Regions from separate parts of the Mus musculus genome. Here region 1 is linked to region 2. A link is a contact called in public Hi-C data. All regions are on one chromosome and are shown on one strand. Each heading gives the region's core, a stretch centred on a gene start, on an enhancer-like site or on the middle of the called end of the contact. The rest is flanking DNA. Distances are from core to core; before and after follow the strand shown. Region 1 holds the start of Rad23b (RAD23 homolog B, nucleotide excision repair protein). Region 2 has its middle 35 kb from the start of Gm34231.

What was found. A called contact is a pair of places that touch in the nucleus more often than the background predicts.
Region 1: a contact with region 2 is called in a Hi-C map of liver, with 2.7 times the contacts expected there. The contact joins the promoter of Rad23b here to the enhancer-like site in region 2. A contact is called at or near these places in 3 of 39 promoter capture datasets (hippocampal neurons and liver), 15 of 484 Hi-C or Micro-C datasets (the C2C12 cell line, the N1E-115 cell line, adipose-derived mesenchymal stem cells and 5 more) and 3 of 115 datasets of contacts at active chromatin or transcription factors (the NIH/3T3 cell line, T-cell acute lymphoblastic leukemia and bone marrow-derived macrophages).

What each region holds. Positions count from the first base shown.
Region 1 is chr4:55,348,723-55,351,422 of GRCm38.p6, reverse strand. Rad23b (RAD23 homolog B, nucleotide excision repair protein) reads right to left here and starts at 1,381. Exons shown (of 10, transcript NM_009011.4): 1 at 996-1,381. The coding sequence starts at 1,061.
Region 2 is chr4:55,242,006-55,244,705 of GRCm38.p6, reverse strand. It overlaps the pseudogene Gm12508. Among named protein-coding and RNA genes, the nearest start is that of Gm34231, 35 kb to the right of the region's middle. Within about 2 kb of position 1,370, at least 12 of the 459 cell types and tissues checked have an H3K27ac peak or open chromatin away from gene starts, as enhancers often do. A contact at or near this core is called in the N1E-115 cell line and liver, where this site is marked.

The DNA.
Region 1 (2,700 bases), core at 132-2,631, 110 kb before region 2:
TAGAAAACGAGTTATAGAGCCACAAATAGAATTCGGATCTCGGATCTATTTAATTAACACCACGTCCTGGTTGTTTCAATTACAAACTCAATCAGTCAAAAAAAAAAAAAAAGAAGAAGAAGAAGGAAACCCCCCCACACAAATATGCAGTAATCTATTGACATAGCGTCATAATTCCACGTGAGAAAAAATTTTATTCGCATGACATTTTTTAGATTCCTGACATAAAGTTGTATTAAAGTTAACACAGATCTTTTTACAGGCAAAACCGGAGACCACTGCATTAGAATTTATCACGTGAACTCGTTAAGTGTAGTAGTCGGCTTTTTAACTGTAGAACACCAAGTTTTTATATTTTTCTCCCTCCCTTCAAATACTACTATTCTAGGAGTCCGAGGAGCGTTCAGGTTCCCAAGACGACCGAAAGAACGCATTTAAATCCGGATCTGAAGGTTTCTAATGCAAAATTCTTCACCACCAACGTGGCCTCAGAACGTAATCCACCTGTGGGTGTGGGTTCAGTGGCTGCGAGGGGAAGGATCGTAAAAACTAATCCAAAATAAGACATAAATAAAAGGGCTCCTTCTGAGAGGCCAAAAAATTCATTTTTCCCCCACCATCCCTCCCGGCTGCAGACAAAACTAGGCGCGTTTAAGGCCCACCGTCTTGGGTAACCGGCCCCTTAGACCTCTGCACCTAGCCATGTCGCCGGAGGGTGGTGGCTTCGCCTGGGTCTCCCTCCCTCCCCCACCTGTGCACGTCAGGCCCGGCTCCAGCGCCCAGGCCGCCAGGTCTCCCCTCCCCCTCCGTCCCCACGACCACGCGCTCCGGGCCGCGGCCACCAGCGCCCACGCGGACCGGTGCTGCTCCACGCCATCTGCCCCCGGGCCTTCCTCGTTGTCGGCCACAAAGCCGGCGGTGACCCGACGCCCCTCTGGGGCCCTCCCGCGCCGCCCCGACTCGGGCCCGCGCTCCCCTAACCCGGCGGCGCATACCGTCTCCTCCGGGTCGATGTCGATCTTGAAGGTCTGCTGCTGAAGGGTCTTCAGGGTGACCTGCATGGTGCCTAAGCCGGGGCCTGGCCGCCCCGGGGTGGCCGCGATCCTCGCGCTCTCGGGAGGAAGGCGGTGGGGGTGGGGGGGCTTGTCACATTCGCCCGGAGTCGCACTCACCCCGGGCCCCGCGTCTCCCCTGGCCGCGCCGCCGCTCGCTCCCGCGGCTTTCCCGGTAAGCTCGACCCGCGGTGCTTCCTCACGCGCCAGCCACTGGGCCCGCAGGAGGCGCGAGGGACTCCCCGAGAGACGCAGAGAACCCGCTACCTCACCACAGGATGGTGGCCGCCATCACCGTGACTCGCCGAGACGTGACCCCTCCCCCACCAGAAAAAAACCCGGAGGATGGGGCCAGACTCGGGCGATCTGAGCAGGCGCAGGGTGCGGCGACGCAGTGCGCAGGCGTGAACAGGAACTCCGCCCGGGAATTGGAGGCGGGGCGATGGGTGGGGCTGGAATATCGTGCGGCGCGGCACCGGCGTGCGCAGGCGCACTTCGCAAGCAGAGGCGCTCGCGGAGGCCTGGTCCGCTCCGCGGTCCTGCAGTGGCTCCGCCTACATCCAGGCTCCGCCCAGCGGCGCGAGTTGCGCAACCCGTAGCCGGGGAACGGCTACGTGGAGTCCCGGCTCAGTGGCTGCGGCTCAGCGAGCGCGGAACCTTGAGGGCGGTGGAGCGGGCGGAGCCTTAGTGCAAGGATTGCCGAGGGCCGGCCCAGGAGGGGCGCACATCGCCAGTCGAGCATGTGTAATGCCGGTTGCTTCCCTGATTCTGAGACTGACTTCAGCCATGGACTGCTTGCTTGCCAGTCTTGTGTTCTCTCACCAGCCTTGGGACCTCCCACCTCTAAAGAAAGGCGGATTTAAGAAGGAGGCCTAGTTGTGTCACGCCTTTCCCTCTATCGTTTTGCTTCGTTTAGGTGTTGGTGGTAGATATTAGGCGGTTGCCTCTCCTCACCCCCTTCCCCCGCCCCCCCCCGCCTCACCCCAAGCGCTGCTTTCCTTTGCACGTGGACCCTTTTAATCTTTGCTCAAATGTCGCCTTCTTGAACTCTATCCTGCCTATCCAACTTAAAGTATCTTATTCGGATCTCATTATCCAGCTCCACTTGTCTCAGTAACCATTCATCACCTTCTGGGTACTCTACACTATGTGTATTTAGCGTGTGTGTCTTCTCTTCTTTTTCTGGTCCCCAGGCTGAAGCTACACAGAGGCATGCATTTTGTTTTGCCCACGTTGTGCCCCAAAGCCTACAGAATAAGCCTAGCACATTGTAGGTACAAGGTAAATATTAGAAAAATAGGTAGACGTGCTTCTGGTTCCTTGGCAGTAAGGGTGAGATGTCACTCAGCTAATTGGTGGTTGGAGAGGGTGGGATAATGCATGTAAGTCTTAGAGTCAGGAACACAAAGTTAAGTGCTTGGCTGTAGCTGTATGATTATTTACACAGCGATAAGACCAGAGTGCAGAGGTGTCGGGTAATAAGCACCACAATAGTAAGTGACACTTTAGGTGCTTGTCTGTATGCTGCCTCTTAATAGTGCAGTGACCCCTGTTAGACTTAAAAAGAAGAAAAAGCAGTTACCATCAGACCACAGTGAGGACAATTATGAGCATCCCCCATCTCTGAGCCAGCACCATCAATGATTAC
Region 2 (2,700 bases), core at 121-2,620:
CCCCAAGAAGCAGATTTCTTGATTGTAAATCTTGACTGTGGACATGGTATGTGTGCACGCATGTGTACGTGTGTGCATGTGCGTGTGTGTGCACTCCATATTGATGCCCTCGGAGTGTCCTCTTATACTAGGGTTTATGGAGAACTCATTACTAGCAAATGAGAACCAGGTCCTGATGGCCGGCCCCAGTGGTATCATCTGATCCCTGTATGCCTCTTCCAGATCGTGAGTATCCTGCCATCTAGAGCAGAGGCCAGAGGGTTTTTCATTTGGGCCTGTCACACCCATTTCATTCTGCCCCTGTTTTCCATGCACTCACATAGGGTCTGTAGTTACTGGCTTGTGTCTGCCAAATGTTTCTGAGGCCTGGAATGGAGAGAGAGCAGCAGAGGCCAGAGCGTTTATGCCATGGGAAAGGTGGCCTTTCGAAGGATCTTCCTCCTCCTTCCCCAGGTTCTCAGGCCCTACAGAATTCTCAGGGGGGCTGGCCGACTCTTAAGATGTAACTCTGGATAGCAGAAGGCTCTGACAGTCTCACGGATCAGCCTGGTACCCCCAACCCCAGCATTCATGCACACACACACACAATCCCTCCAGAACAATGCCACCAAATCATATTGAGCTATGGAACCAGAGCATCCAACGTCATGAAAGAACACAGAGGCCTTTTTCTGGCTGTTGGTGTGATCTCAATAGAAAGCCCTTCTCAGGCAGGAAGAAGCCATTCTTGTGCCATGTCCCTAACAAAAGCTGACCTCTTCTACAGTGGCACAACTGGGCAGGCCCAGAATCAAGCTGGGGTTATTTCCCCACCATCTCCATAGTCATAGCAACAGCCTTGATTAATGCCATGGCCCATTAGAGAGATAATGTCAGCCCTAATCAGAAACGCCTCAAGTATCTCTCTTTGCATTTTGGTAAATGGAGTAATCACATTACGGTTGGATGTGTCTGGGAGCTGATTGCTGTCTCGAAAGTCTGCCTGATTTTCCAGGTTAAGGGGTGTCAGGGGGCCCGAGCCGCAACTAATCATGGTGCATTGTTAGGAGCGCTGAGAGGGAAAACAGAAGGTACAGAGACAGATGGGGAGGTCCCTGCCCTGTCCCTCCTCCTGGGTCAACAGGGGATCCCTGGGTTGGTGGTCTATTGGCAGGGACTGCTTCCCTGAAGATGAGCTTAGTGTCTCAGAGGTGGTGCCCGTGCTGTGGATAAACACAAGGATGGAGAGGCACAGCTAGCATGAGCAGGCAGGGGCCTCAGTTGGGCCCGGCTTTCCCTTCTCCTTTTGCATCGAGCTGGTGATGGACAGCCAGCCTCGGGTCACGCCACTGGGCTGGAAAAGTGGCAGGAGAGAGCTCACTTTTGGCCTGGAGATAGGAAATGGCAGAGGTGACATGCACCCTGTGTAATGAGTGTACACTTGCCCTGTCACAATAGTCTTTGGCCTTTGGCAGGTTCTGCCTTGTGGGAGACTCTCTGGAAGCTTCTCGAGGGCAGAGTCTCGATGCATCTTGGGAGAGGATGACATCCCCTCCTCTCTCCTTTTGTTGCAGAGACACCAAAGGAAGGAGAGGTGATGGCTCTTAAGCCTGCACTCTCACCAGGAATGGACGCTCAGTTCCATCTCTCCAGAGACCCTTCCCATACCGCTACCTCTGTCTGCCTTCCAGCCTGGCTGCCTTTGTTTCTGTCGGTCCACAGGTGACAGTAACAATAAATCATAGCCACCCATATGGAGAGATTAAGAGGAGGACCCGAGGAAATATGCATCGAGCCCCTGGAGGCTATTTTCGGATGCTCCTGGGAGGATTTTTTTTTTCTTTTCTTTTGGAAAGGACTCACACAGTTAACTATTTATGACAGTTTGAAGGCAGAGCAGAAATAGGAGAGTGGTACTTGGTGTCCCTGCCAAGGCTGAGAAGTAAAATCTTCTCAGAGGTCTGAAGCCACTTCAGGGCCATTAAATTTACTGTCTGTTAGACAATATTTAATATCTGGAATAACATTTTATTTTGGGGCCCAGCAATAATTTTTCTTTTCAGTTTTAAGAATTATCTCGGGGCCTGCCAAGTTGACCAGATAGAACTGTTACAGGGTCACAATGTTGCCCCGTGGCCCTGTCCCCCATGAACTCAGATCCCTTGCCAGTGAGGCTGAAGTTCACCTCAGAGCTTTAAGATCAAGGTCCCAGGTCAGGGTTGGAGTAGCGGAAAGCTATGTGGGGAGACTGAGAACAGCCATTAGGCAAGAGGTTACCACATCATGAATCAGTCAATCTCTGTCTTCCATTTGTCTCTGCTCCAGACCAAACTTTATCTTCAAAAATCAATATCCTTCCCAGGAAGATGTTGGATTAGACACGTTAAAGGACCCAACATCACAGCTTGACCTAAGCTCTTACAGACTGGTGTTAGACGGGGTAGGAGAGAATAGATTTCCCAGGCTAAGATGTTTCTCTAACGGCTCTATAAAGCCTTACAACGGCCTCCCCTGGAAACATGCTCTGGACCATCATTGCTTATAAACACAGCTGATCAAGGGCTTGAAAGATAAATCAAATTGAAGATGTGGCGCCTTGACTCCCGCACAGCCACCAGCTTTGAGCTAAATCAGTGGGTCTCAACCCGTGGGTCACAACCCCTTTGGGGGTCAAATATCATATATTCTCCATATTAGGTATTTACATTATGACTCATAACA